Linked DNA regions of Mus musculus: region 2 is linked to region 1. Evidence: chromatin contacts called from public Hi-C data. All regions are on one chromosome and are shown on one strand. The core of a region is the stretch at or near the end of the contact, and the rest is flanking DNA. Distances in the headings are between cores, read along the strand shown. Region 1 has its middle 15 kb from the start of Mir30a. Region 2 holds the start of Lmbrd1 (LMBR1 domain containing 1).

Evidence for each region. Hi-C and Micro-C count contacts between places; a contact is called where the count stands out from the background.
Region 2: a contact with region 1 is called in a Hi-C map of rod photoreceptor, with 7 times the contacts expected there. The contact joins the promoter of Lmbrd1 here to the enhancer-like site in region 1.

What each region holds. Positions count from the first base shown.
Region 1 is chr1:23,253,923-23,260,778 of GRCm38.p6, forward strand. No RefSeq gene overlaps it. Among named protein-coding and RNA genes, the nearest start is that of Mir30a, 15 kb to the right of the region's middle. Within about 2 kb of position 2,994, at least 346 of the 459 cell types and tissues checked have an H3K27ac peak or open chromatin away from gene starts, as enhancers often do. A contact at or near this core is called in rod photoreceptor, where this site is marked.
Region 2 is chr1:24,673,957-24,681,099 of GRCm38.p6, forward strand. Lmbrd1 (LMBR1 domain containing 1) reads left to right here and starts at 4,588. Exons shown (of 16, transcript NM_026719.2): 1 at 4,588-4,860. The coding sequence starts at 4,801.

The sequences.
Region 1 (6,856 bases), core at 1,744-4,243:
TTTTAACACTATTTTTATTTCAAAAGAAGAGGAAGTAGGGGGTTGGGGGGGAAACAGGACAGACCTGTGAGAAGTAATGCTCTAGTTGTTTTTTGAGAGAGACAGGTAAGGAAGGAAGGAGGCAAGAGCAGAGCGACAGGGACAGAGAGATGAGAGAGAATGAGATTGATTCTATGAGTCCACTCTTCCTCCAAATGCAGGGTGACAGGACTCTCCAGAGCAGCTGGGAGGACTGGCTCAACGCTGCTGCAGTACCTAACAGAAGTACCGGGGTTTGGTTTTCTAGAATTTGTAGGAGCTTAATTCCTATCTATTTGAAGAGAAAACTGATGGGTCAAAAAAAAAAAAAATACGTGGATGGAAAAACCATGAAGAGCGAGGAAACGTTCATTGGCTGCCGGTGGGCAAATATTGACAGTGAAGTTGAGAAGAATAACAATATGCTTTAGGCCGCATTGCACTTGGCACTGGATCTTACGGAAAACAAAGTGCTTGACAACTATCTTAGCTGGATTGCACCCAGCGAAGCCAGGAGAGCTGGGCATATTGTTCTCTTGTTACAGAGTTAGCCATTAACCAGTGTGCCCCAAATCGGGCCACAACTTGGATCTTTTTGACAAAAACTAAGTCTTGGATATCATCCTTTCTCTTCAAGGTAGTCACAGTGACTTTCTGTAAAATAAGGGTGGTAACAAAATACTTTTTCTTGTTTGACACACTCTCTCTCTCTCTCTCTCTCTCTCTTTCTCCTTCCTTCCCTCCCCCCTCCCCCATTTGCTTCACTTTACAGATCATTCTTTCAGAGTCATCAAAACAACTTATGTAAAGGCCCAGGTCACATGTACAAATATTTTTAAAAAGCAGTTTATTGTCAAAATTAATAGGGGATGGCAGCTCTTTGAAGTACACAAATAGATAAAAGTTTTATTCTAAATTATGCAAATATGTGTTACAGAATATTTTTTTCATTATCATGTGGTCCACTTTTAGAAAGGAAGTCAATAAAACTATTGACTTCATAGAAAATGAAAATTGAGTAATTCTGGCTGAGGTAGTTTGGATAAAGTGTTTGTCTCAAGTTTGAATCCTCATTCCATAGTTAGTAATGCTGTTTGGGGAGGCTTAGGAAGTGTGGCCCTATTGGAGGAGGTATTTCTCTGGAAGCTGGCTTTAAGAACACAGCGTTCCTTGCTGTTTTGAGTTGCCTTTCTTTCCTTCCCGCTTGGGGCTTAAGATCTGAGTCCTCAGCTTCTGTTCCTGCCACCTGCTACCCCGGCCCCCAACTCTGTCATCATGAACTCTTATCCCAAGTGGAACTGCGAGCCCAAAGTAATCCTCCTGAAAGTTGACTTGGTCCTGGTGGGTTTTCACAGCAAGCACGTACTAGCTATAGAAAATAAGCAAACATCTATGCTGCTTCTATGTAGTGCGACTTTGACCGCCATCTTAAACTAATGCCTTTTATAGGTAGCCAGAGATATCTTACAAATATATCCTCTGTATCTATACGCTTCTATTCAGGTATTTCACTCAAGTCTCACTGAATATAGTTTGTGCGACTTTGTTTTAGAAATAAGATTCTCAACTGGATACTGTGATGAGCTTTTGATGCCAGCACTCAGGAGGCTGAGGGAAGAGGATATTGGGTTAAAGCAGATTGAATTACACAGAAAGGCCCCATCTCAAAACAGCAACATAACAATAAGGTTCACTTTTTAAGTCCTAAATGCAATTTTCCTTTAGGAAAAGAAAAATCATATATGCCACTAATGGTCTGGATTTTTATTAGAACAGAAACTAGCAGGTTTGAGATACCTGGTGCTCTGGCTAATTCTTTAAGAACACAGATGTCCAAGACCGCAGAAAAAGCAATTTGAGTGCTGTCTGCTTATGCATTCCGTTTTCTAATGCGAGACGCCTTACTTAACTTTAAAAATTAATAACGTTGATTAATAATGTTCCAACCTATGTGTGCAGCTCTCTTGCATGAGAGCAGTCTGGGTTTGAGGGCGGAGATCTTGCTGAACCTCACAAGCACACGTCACCTGCCTACAATGAGGGCAGTCAGGCTCCAGACCTGCCCAGGCCTACTCCCTCGCGACGCTGCCCGGCCCGACTGGACTTGCTCTGGGCGGCAGGATCAGGTCCCACCTCTGGGCTCTGAGCGGTTCGCTCTTCGAGGATCAGGGCGGGTGTGTAGCCGGAGTCGCTTCCTATTGGCCGACTTGCCGGGCGTCCGGACATCTGATTGGACGGCCCCGCCTCCCCACGGGCTGAGCTCATTGGACGGCGCCAGCCGAGGGGGCGGGGCGCGTTCCCCCCGGGTTCTTGAGCGAGCGCGCCGGGCCGCTGAGCCGGGCTGAGGCGCGGGAGCGGGGCTGCGCGGCGGGCTGCGGAGGTAGGGAGCGCGGCGGGCGGCGCGGGTGGTGAGGGCGGCGGGCCCGCGGCTGGCTGCTCGTGCCCCGCGAGCGCCCCGGGCAAGAAGAGCTCGCCGCAGTCCTTGGCGGGCGGGGACGGAGCTGCGGGCGCGCCCAGCCCTCCACTGTCCTGTCAGCCGCGGCCACCACACACACGCACACACAGACACACACATTCACACACGCGCGCGCACACACACACACACACACACACACACACACATACACACACACACACAAAGAGCGCGGCGGCGGTGCGGGGAGGCTCGCCCGGGCCCGCAGCGCTCAGGCCGCGGAGACAATGCGGCGGGCCGGACTCCGCGACGTGCGAGCCGGGAAAAGTTTGAGGCTTCTCCTCAGGCTGGGCCGAGCCGGGCCGCGGCTTTGGGGAGCCGGCTTCGGGACGGGGCCCGCGAGCTCGAGCGCCTGCGCGGCCCGAGGCGTGAGGAGAGCCTTTAATACTTTTTTTTGGAGCGGGCGGGGAGAACAAATACAAGTGCGGTCGGGCGAGAGGCGCTGGCGTGCCGCTGACGCGGGGACGGTATCCGTGGGAACCTCTCGGGGGCGAAGGCTGTCCGGGGCCTGGCGGGGGCGGGGTGGAGAGGTTAGAAGGTCGCAGAGCTGCGCTGCTTGCGACTGGCTCTGCTTGACCTTGGACCAATGATTTAACCGCTTAGATCACCTCGTGGGTGATCTCGGAGGCGACAGCCGCTCGAGTCTTGTAGCTTTGAAATGTGTCTCCGATGGAGATTTTTTTTTTTCTTTTCTTTTCTTTTTTCTCCAAGCCTCGTTGTGGTGCGGGAGTTGTGAAATGGTAGGCCGGGATATATTTATATGCACCCGGGACTCACCCTTCAGCCTTTCTCAGAAGTAACTTTTAAGTCGGGTGGCTTAAACACACCGATCCTTCCAGAGTGCAAAATAAGGTATCCATTACTTTATTTGCAATTCTTAAGACTGGTCTAGATACCCTGTTCGAAGTCCTTGAAGTCCTAGGGCCAGGACAGAACCAATCCTGAGGGTGAAGTGGCAGGTGCCCCCAGCAAGCCCTTCTCCAGGCATTTTGGAGAAGCGTGAAGTATTTATTATGCAAAGGAGAGCATAAACCAGGGCAGGCGTTTGTGTTTATGGCGTTGGTTTCTGTATCACTGGTTTCTACTGAAAAGTTTTGTTGAAGGGTGAGGTGTTGGTGGGGAGGGGTCTCCGGTGACAAGAGAAGGAGAAGAAAACTTTATTTGTAATCCAAGTAAATCTTAAAAGTAATGTTAAGTCTCCCTTGCGGGCAGGCACGGTAGCAATGCTAGTACATCTTGATCTAATTTTAATGAAGGATTGAAAATAGCCACCGTGTTCATATCACTGACGCCAAGTCAGCTCACTTACATAATCATCTTTGTTGAGATGTGTTAGTGCTGTGTATAATTTCAAAGAATAATTACAAAGTTTGTTCTGACACTGTCGTTGAACTATTATCATTTGAGATATGTAAAATAATGAAATCTTAACTTTTGGTTATCAGATAACCTACATTTTTCCATCAAAGTAAAACCAAACCTTGCTATGAACAGAACTCATGTAAATACTGCATATATATGTTATGGCAATGTATAAAGAATGTATTGGCTCTGTATGTACATGTTCAAGTACCACAGTTTTCTCACTTTGTGAGAGTGCCGCTTTTATAGCAGGTGCTCCGCTGGCTATTTTCTCCCCACCATGGAGCTTAGAAGCTTATAAACAATGCAAGTTTGTAAGTTAGATATTCAGCATATATTTGCTCACAAAAAATATCCAGTGCCCAGATAAAAATAATAAAAAGTCCACTCCACCCATTCTTAAAAAGAATTATTACCATGCTTTTCTGGAAAGAAGGGAGAGATAGCAAAGAAAAAATTTACAGAAAAATTCTTGTATCTAGCCTGAAAGTTTATGGCTTAAAATAGGAATGCATATTTAAAGACAAAGACAACTGGCAGTGTTTCTAGGAGAATGATAACAACGTTGAATTAACATAATACACTTCATGACCTAGTTTTATTTGAACATGAGCCATTGAAGAGGTGTGTTTCTTAAATAATCAGTGGCTGTTTGCATTGATTGGATGTCTAATTAAATGTTGTAATCATAACTATAATATTTCACTTGAGTGCTGCCTCATTTTTAAATTCATTTAGAAAATAACAGGAAAGCTTTCAATTTATTTGTAAGAAGGAATATTTTTAAAATCAAGTAAATACTCAGTGAGAAAAAAAATCTCAAATCTTATACCAAATGTAAATTAAACATCAAAAATAGCATCTTGCCAAAGTCTGTGCCCTAGACAAGCACTGGATGTGGAAAAGATCCATTGTGGACTATAGTTGAGACTTGCTTTGTAGCATCAGGAGAATACTAAGGTCTTAACACTGGGAGCTGGAACACTTACTGTAGAATTTGTGTTCTTTAGTCAGGTTTCCTAGTTGTGCAGCAGTGTCAGAGTTGGGAACAGTATATCTCAGGGTGTGCTCTTTATAGACAGGTTTCAAGGTGCACTTGCAGAACTTGTAAAACATCACACTATTGAGTATCTCAAATTAGATTGTTTGTGAATGGAACCTGAATCTGTATTCAGAAACTCCTTTCAGTTTGAGAGCTGGTCACATAAAATTGTAAGAATTAGTGTTTTAAGATAGTTTCTCAGATGCACAGTGCTTAACCATTTCCCTTGACTCCAGACATGGTCTCATCCCTCATCTACTGTCTTTGCAAGTCAACCAAGTTAAAGCCTGTTAGAGAATAACTAGAGCTCCCATGCTTCCTTTCAGTCCTGTTTGTGGGAATAACCTAGTGCTTACCATGTTAGCTAAATTCCAGGTTAGAGATTGAGAATAGCCCCTGGGATGGCAGCCTGAGAGACCATGATGAGGATGCTCAATGGAGAGCTGCCCATTTAACCTTTTAACACTCAACATTAGATGATTTGGGTAAAAATGCTGATACTTTGGCAGACAAGTATGTGGCTGCATCCATGTATCCTGCCTTCTACTGTCACAGATATTTGTTGACAAATTTCTGTAAGGGCTTCTGTAAGCTCTATATTACAAATGTCCCCTGACTTGTGAGGATTTTTGTGTTTATTGAAAAAAAAATTAGGGTGTGAAAGAGAAGTTGAAAGAATAGGCTGAATACTCTACCAGACCTGATCCCAATCATGACATTTACTGGCAGGTGATGTCAGATGCATCCTTGCCTGACCTCCTGTGCCTTAGCTGCTTTACCACAAAGATGGGGATAATAGTGCCTGTCTCATAGGAGTTGTTTTGAAAATTATGCAAGATTATACATCAAAATACCATGTGCAAATAAATGAGCACATTGTATCTATTCAGTAGATGTAATTTTTAATTGTAATCCTTTTAATTTTCCCTTTTAGCCCTGGAAAGTCATTGAAGAAGGAAAAGAGGAAGCACACTGGATGAGTTAAGTAGAGCTGAGCACATGGAAGGTCACATTAGGAAGTAGGAAATTGTTGAGCAGCGGGCAAATGGTTAGGAGGAAGATGGAGGTTGCAGTGCCAGCTATTAACTTGGGTTTCATGGTAGCTTCCTGGCTCAGGTGCTTTCTCTATCCTCATCCCCCTTTGTACCATCGTATTTTAGCACTTAATTATATACTTTCTTGAATCCCTTTGCAAAGCACTGATTATGTGGTCTGTCTCAGTCTTTGAATCCTGGCTTTATATTTTAATTTAGTATTACTGATTCTGAACTTTCTGGGCTTAGGGGTAGCAGCTGTTTTTCTTCTCATGGGGAGGTGGAGAGGGTCTAGCTCTTAGAATTATTGAAAGGATTAGGTTTCTGCCTATGATGCTAGGAATGGATACAGAATTCAGCTTCAGATTTGCTTTCTCATACAGGCATTTGTCAGTAAAGAACAGGAGTTCTGGCCAAAGAGGTTCCTACTTAGAGACTTATGACACTACCTGTGCTTAGTATTTAGATTTGTCAAAGTACTTTCTCTAGCATCAGTTCATTTGCTCCTTACAGCAGCTCATTAGAGAATGCTGTTAGCATAAGTGAACCAATTCCAATGCAGCACTTCAAATCCTTTCTCTTCATCTCTCTTCTCTTTGCTTGTCAAGAAAAGGAGTCCCATCCTGCTCTAAAAACTATCTCTTCATAGGTTTAGGAACAACCAATCATTGTGGCTTAGCTCAATGGCCATGTCTTTGTGTTGAACTACACAGAATCTGACCATTTTCTAGTCCTAGATAGTTCAAAGAGTCCCAACATCTTTAAAACTCTCACCCTACTTGAATTCATATGGTAGCTACAACCATTTGGCCAATTATTACCTAGTTATAAAGTCTTAATGAGAACATTATGAAAAAAGAAAGCACTGGACCAAATGAGTTTTAAGACTTCCCAGAGTTTGTGTGAGCCAAGTCAGTTTGCTCTACT
Region 2 (7,143 bases), core at 3,338-5,837, 1.4 Mb after region 1:
AACTAAAAACTATATAAACACATCGAGAATCAAGACTGACATGTGCACAGTCACCAGAGAGCAAAACTTCAGTGCAACCTGGCGGAAGGAATTAAACTAGCTAAGGAAAGAAATTGTCATTCAAAAGGAGGATTATCTTTGAGACAAAATGACAGCCAGAAAGACACACTTTAAAGCTTATTTCAACTTAGTCCAGTGTTTTCCGTTTCCAAGAGAGCAATGTGTCTCACAAATTTGACTTAACGATGCTTAGTTATTTTTAAAAAATATGAAAATGTCAGCATCCAGGTACAGTGTAAGTGGTTAATTTGGACATATAACTATATACTTAATTTGGACACATAGGTGAACTTCACTGTGGCTTAAGCGTATGATTTTCAGGTACAAATCATATCCAGGTCTGGTTTCTTTTACAGAGTTATCTTGATGAGTGCAGGGCTAAGCCCCTGCTCAGTTCTGTGGGATCCTTTACATTGGAGACCCCTCTCCACTGGGCTTGGGTCAGCCCACTTCAACTTCCCAGCCACCGGCCCAGAGAAACCACTCTGTCCCATAGCTTAGCTTTCAAAGACACCAAGTCTGACCTTTCTTCTATTTTCTACTTTGTATCCAAATGATGTTACTTTTTCTTCTTGCTTGTCCATCTTTCCTCTTTATTAATACATTCAATGCCTTTTATTCTTTCTACTAATTCTTATACACACACACACACATATATATATATATATATTTAATTTTCTCTTCCAGTTTATGTCATTTAATCAGAATCTAACTTTGTTTTTCCAAAAGTACTTCATAAAAGGATTATGGGCACATGTGTATGTCTCCTAGGCCTCTCTACGGCATAGTTTTGAGTATTTGAGGACCAAAAAAAAAATTGTCTTTTGTTCTAGTCTTCCTGTTTAGGCCAAGAGAATTCACAATAAAATCCACTTCAGCAGAAGTTACATTCTTTTGACACTTTATATCAATCTGATAAAGTTTACAATCACCTGAGAGATAGTCACACACACACACACACACACACACACACCTAACTATCTTTATTTTTAATGTTTTTTAATAAATCACTTATTTATTTAATGTATATGAGTACACTAGCTGTCTTCAGACACACTAGAAGAGGGCATCAGATCCTATTACAGATGCTTGTGAGCCACAATGTGGTTGTTGGGAATTGAACTCAGGACCTCTGGAAGAACAGAAAGTTCTTTTAACCCTGAGGTATCTCTCCAACCCCTCTTCATCTCTCTGTATTTAATTTAAACAGCATTATATCACTTTCCCTCCCTCCCGGCCACTCTCCCACTCACTTTTCTTGAGCTGTAAAAAGCCTCTCCCTTTGGCTAACCATAGCCATAGATTTCTATGAACATATCTAACTGAACTTTGGGAGAACAGACCTTCCAGCCAAGCTAGTTATACACCATCCTACTATGGAATCATTCTGTAAATTTAGCCTGCCTTTAAGAGAACAAGAGCCGGGCAGTGGTGGCGCACGCCTTTAATCCCAGCACTTGGGAGGCGGAGGCAGAGGCGGAGGCGGAGGCGGAGGCGGAGGCGGAGGCGGAGGCGGAGGCGGAGGCGGAGGCAGGTGGATTTCTGAGTTCGAGGCCAGCCTGGTCTACAGAGTGAGTTCCAGGGCAGCCAGGGCTAAACAGAGAAATCCTGTCTCAAAAAGAAAGGAGGGGGGAGGGGGGAGAGAGAAGCTTCAAACCAGCCTTACTTGCCTAGAATTTCCCATACAGTCAGCTTTACAACCTAATTCAGAGCTTTGAATTTAAATTATGCACTCTTCCATGCTGCTGACTGAGAGAAATGTATGCATATTTGTGTACACAGTTTTGGCAATCCTTTGCTAAAAAAATAACTAACGGATTAGAAGCAATCTCATATGACAGAAATCCATAGTCTGGATCTGAAACATGAGGCAAACACTTGAGTACTGAAGGAGATGGAATCCCCAGAATGCAGTGCTTTGGGGAGGTGGAAAGACCACAGAAAGTGGGTCCTAATGAAAATTAGGCCACCAAAGGCATGACCTTTGAGAGGTGTCTTAGTTAGAGTTTCATTGCTGTGAAGAGATACCGCAGCGACTCTTATAAAAAAAAACACTAAATTGGGGCTGGCTTCCAGTTTCAGAGGTTTAGCCCATTATCATCATGGTGGGAAGCATGGCAGTACGCAGGCAGAGATAATGCTGGAGGAGCTGAGGGTTTTACATCTTGATCCACGCAGGCAGCAAAATGAGACTGGGAGCCCCAGTGGGTGTAGCTTGAGCATAGGAGACCTCAAAGCCCCTCCCCCACACAATACATCACACTTCCTCCAACAAGGCTACACCTACTCCAACAAGGCCACACCTCCTAACAGTGTCACTCCCTATGGGCCCAGCAAGCATTCAAACACATGAGTTTATTGGAGCCATATCTATTTAAACCTGTGGGGAAAGCCTGCAAATGAAAGGGATAGTCTACCATGTCGGGTCGGGATAGCTCCTCTGATCTCCACACAAAATGGAAGACTTCCTTCACCAGCAAGGCTTCCCTTTCTGGAACCTTGTCTGAGGAATCCAGTTTCTCTCATCTTCTACCTCTCTCTCTCTCTCTCTCTCTCTCTCTCTTTCTCTCTGCTCATATATAGTCCTTCTCTGCCCTGAATAAAGTGTACGCATACAAGCCCTCCCTGAAGAAAGGTATGTACACAAGCTAAGATGGTCTAAGAGAGCTATTCATCAAAATCCTTGGAGAAGGCCTTCTCCCTGGCACCTGCTCACACTAGACTGGAGTCCTGTAGACCCCACTGGTTCCGAATGCTGCTTCATCCTTCAAACCTGGTGTGTATCAGCTGTGTCTGGATACTTTAGAGAGGAAACAGAGGAGGTAGAACTACAAAACCACCACAAGTGGACTCAGTCGCTTCCTCTATTTTTGTTCTTCAGCTGCCATGAGGTAAAGTTTTTCTCTACCACACAGTCTTACATAATATACCATGTAAGACACCATGAGTCAAAGCAATAGATTGGATAACCATGGGTTCTAACCTCTGAAATCATAAACCATAATAAGACTTATAAATTGATTATCTCAAGTACTTTCACTTAGTGATGGACAACTGCCTAATGGAAGAGGTCTCAAGGAACCTATTTGAAAATGGACATAATACTACGATATAGAGAAAGGTGTTGTCTGATTCATACCAATGTGGAATGGGATCTGAATCCTATGGAAATATGCAAAAGTAAGTTATTTGTTCCATGGCAGAATTAGGGAAATGCAGCTTCAGGAGGAACAGCTTGTGCTCACAAAATTACTGATTATGTGATCGTTTTCAAAGAGGATTTGGGCCATTGAAGACAACAGGGATGACTGGTCTCAGGTGGTTTTTGATATCTCCTCTAACCAGCAAGCCTACTACAGAAGGGTTAAAAGGCATTGGCTCAAGAAGTAAAGCACAAGCATGACTTGTTGGTGATGCACTTGGGGACACACATGAGATCTCAGAGACGGACACACACTTCCACCAGAGAGTTTCTGATGGGACCGGTTCATATAAAACACATTCTGTTTCCACTTTCTTCTCATTTCGACACTTCTACCCAACCCTTAACTACTGCAGACTTCCAGTCAGAAATAAGACCAAGGTGAGTAATAATATCACAGCAGAATAAACTATAGCGACGATGGAGTTCATCCATAAACTGTTTTGACTGCATCCTAAGTGTCTTAGTGTCCTAAGGATGGAAGTGTTTATTGGGTTCACAGTGCAAGGTTTCAGCGCATTGTTGTGGTGATGTTATAGACAGCAGGAACTAGAGGTGGCTACTCACATCCAAGGTCAAGCGCACACAGCAATGAGTTATGCACGCATGCTAAGTAAGTCTTCAGTTCTGGTCCAGGGATGTGGAAATGTTACCACCCACATTCAGGGTGGGGCTTCTCACCTCAGCCCAATTAAAGGAAAAAATCCCTCACAAGCCCACAGGACAATGTATTCGAGACAATTTGTCACTGAGTCTTCCGAGATGGTTCTGCATTGTATCAAGCCCACAGACAAACGTCCACAATCAAAACTAAATATCACGCCGGGGTTTGTTTATTCAATTTAAATACACACTAATACACCACGGGACCCAGGCAAGCATCCCAGGTTTTCCCTCAGCTTCACATAAGATTTACAACAATCTCTGTTTTGTTCACTTGAGCATATTATTAGCACCTACAGTTCATAGACTCGGACATTTTAATTGTATGAAACCATCATGGAAATTCACAGGTACGCGCAGATGGAAAAAACAAAACAAAACGAAACATCACGTGGTAGCACAGTGCCGTCAAGCAATGACGTGACCTGGTCATCAGCAAATTATAAAGTCATCTGGGCAGATGACATTCTTTTATTCTGAGTCATTCCTGCACCAGGATGACTTCTGATTGCATAATGGGATCAAAACCTTGTTTTTGGAAGCAATGAAAACCCGTAATGTCACTCTACATTCAGAGGCACAGACACAGCCCTGCCTCCGTAAAGCTCCTAGAGTGCCAGCAAGATCAAGTGGCACGCAGGCCGCGCGTGGGCGGGCAGCGTGGTGACGTCACGGTGCGTCGGGTGCGCCCCGCCTCGGCTCGGCTGGTCGCCAGGGGACGCTCGCGGGCCGGGTCTCCTTGGCAACCCTCCGCTCTGCCCCTCCGCCCCTTTAACCTTTAGGCTGCGCAGTTCCGGGTCCCTCTTCGTTCCGTCCCGTCCCGTCCCGTGCCTTCCCTCCCCACCCCTTTGGGCTTATCCGGACCGGAAGCGAAGATGGCGGCGGCGGCGGCCGAGCTGGTGATCGGCTGGTGCATCTTCGGCCTCTTGCTCCTGGTAGGGGAGGCGCTCCGAGTTCTCCCAGGGTGAGGGGGTGGGAGGAGGAGGAGGGCGGGCCAGCGCTGGCCTCGCCTGTCGGGGACCCTCCTCGCCCGCCCTGCTCTCTGCTGGGTCCGCGAGGGTCTCCGGAGGAAGGCGAAGAGGCGCTGATCCTCCGCGGTCTCCTTCCTAACTTCAGCCAGCTTCTGTCTCTTGTCTGAGAATGTAGCTGGCGGGTGAGTTTGGGGACGAGCGACCCTCGGGGTGGAGAAAGGCGTGATCACGGCTTGAATTGGAGTCCTCACCGCCTCTGGGCCAGGCTTCTGGGCTCTGACAGAATCAATTGTTTATTTGTTTAAATGCCTCCTTCCCCCCCCGCCCCCCCTTGTTTCCCCGCGCCCATTGTGCGATTCTGCCTTGATGACGTGAGTGTCACGTTCTAGGTATTACATTCCACTTAGAACGCTGTAGAGCCGCTTGGCCAGGCGGGAGGTTATTACCTGTCTGACCTCAGGTGCCTTCTTTTCCAGACTTCTCTGATCATTGGGTGCACAAAACCCAACTGTAGTGACTCAGAGTGACCTGGTTGTTACTTTCTGACTTCGTTTAGTTTGCTTCTCTTATGACATTTCATATTGTCAAATCCTTCCCCACTCTACAAAGACTTCAGTCCTATGGTCAGTTAGTGTTTGCATTTTGAAACTCGTCCGATGTGTTTCAGATTCCCTATACTGACCCTTGGGTAGTTTGTTCAGGTAGTCAAGTTTTTCAGTTTTTCATCAGGTAGCGCGCGCACGCGCGCACACACACACACACACAGAGATACAGACACACACACAGACACACACACGCACACGACACTTGCCTTGCATGTTCAGGAACCCTAAATTCAGTCTTAGTACTGGCATGCTCCCTTCACTTTAACAAATCCCATTGCCCTGGGCCATGCTTAGCTTGTGTCCTGGAGGGAGGCTATCTAGCCCTGTACTAGGAGAGAATTCACTGGCTTTCCCAGCCCATATGTTTAGTGAAAAATAAGCATGTTACCAGCAGGAACGTAGAGTTGGAGTATCTTGATTAATGAAAAAGCATTTAAAGCACAGTAGTTTTACTGTGGATACAGTAGTTTTATCTAGGAGGATACAAACAAAATAATAAGTGGCTTTTTAAGAGGGGGCTGATCATAAGTTAGGAAATAGAGATCTTAAGCATTGAAAGAGAAAATATGATTTTATAAGGGAAATAGGACTTGGGAGAGGATACTGTTGGAAGAAAGTGCCAGTGGAAAAGTAGCCTTTGGATAGTTTGTGGCCTTGAATCAGGAACAACCCGGCAGTAGAGAAGTACTGTTGCGAGGTGCAAAATGTGATTTACTAAAAATTAAACGGACAGTGGTGGCACACGCCTTTAATCCCAGCACTTGGGAGTCAGAGGCAGGTGGATTTCTGAGTTCAAGGCCAGCCTGGTCTACAGAGTGAGTTCCAGGACAGCCACAGATACACAGAGAAACTCTGTCTCAAAAAACAAACAAAACAAAAAACAACAACAAAAACCCCCAAACAAACAAAAATTACTGTCAGTCTGTTTAGTGCTTGGCTTATTAGAAAGGAGCTGTATTCATGTCTGCTTTTCGTTCTGTCTTCAAGAAAGTTATTTTGGTTGAAGTGTGTGTACAAAACCTAGTCAGAAGTAGAGGACTGTTTTGGTAGCTGGAGATGTTCTTTGTGATTGCACCAAAAGCTAGCACATACCAGTTTCTTCAGGTTCTGTGGCAGTGTGCAATCTAAAACCGAGAGCGTTGTCTTCCCTTACGTTCAAGGCCATGAGTCCGACTAAGTGCTGAGGGGAGCTTTTGCCCATTCCTGGCTCTGTTTTGTGATCTCTGTTTGCTACTTAGGAGCTAGTGGTAACTCGCAGTTCATCTCCTAAATATGGATATACTGAATTAGGCAGCATCATATATTACACTTATTAAACACAGATCTGGTCAGAAATGTCCTGAGAAGTCCTAAGTATTGAAAAGTTGTCAAGCTCACACTACTGTGTTCAAGCTTTCCAAGTTTCTAAATGTCACTCAAAAGCTTGAGGTTTTAAATTACACTTTAGGGCTGGAGAGATGGCTCAGCAGTTAAGAGCGCTGACTGCTCTTCCAGAGGTCCTGAGTTCAATTCCCAGCAACCACATGGTGGCTCACAACCATCTGTAATGAGGACCCGATGCCCTCTTCTGGTGTCTCTGAGGACAGCGATAGTGTGCTCACATACATGAAATAAATAAATCAATCTTTAAAAAATATATGTT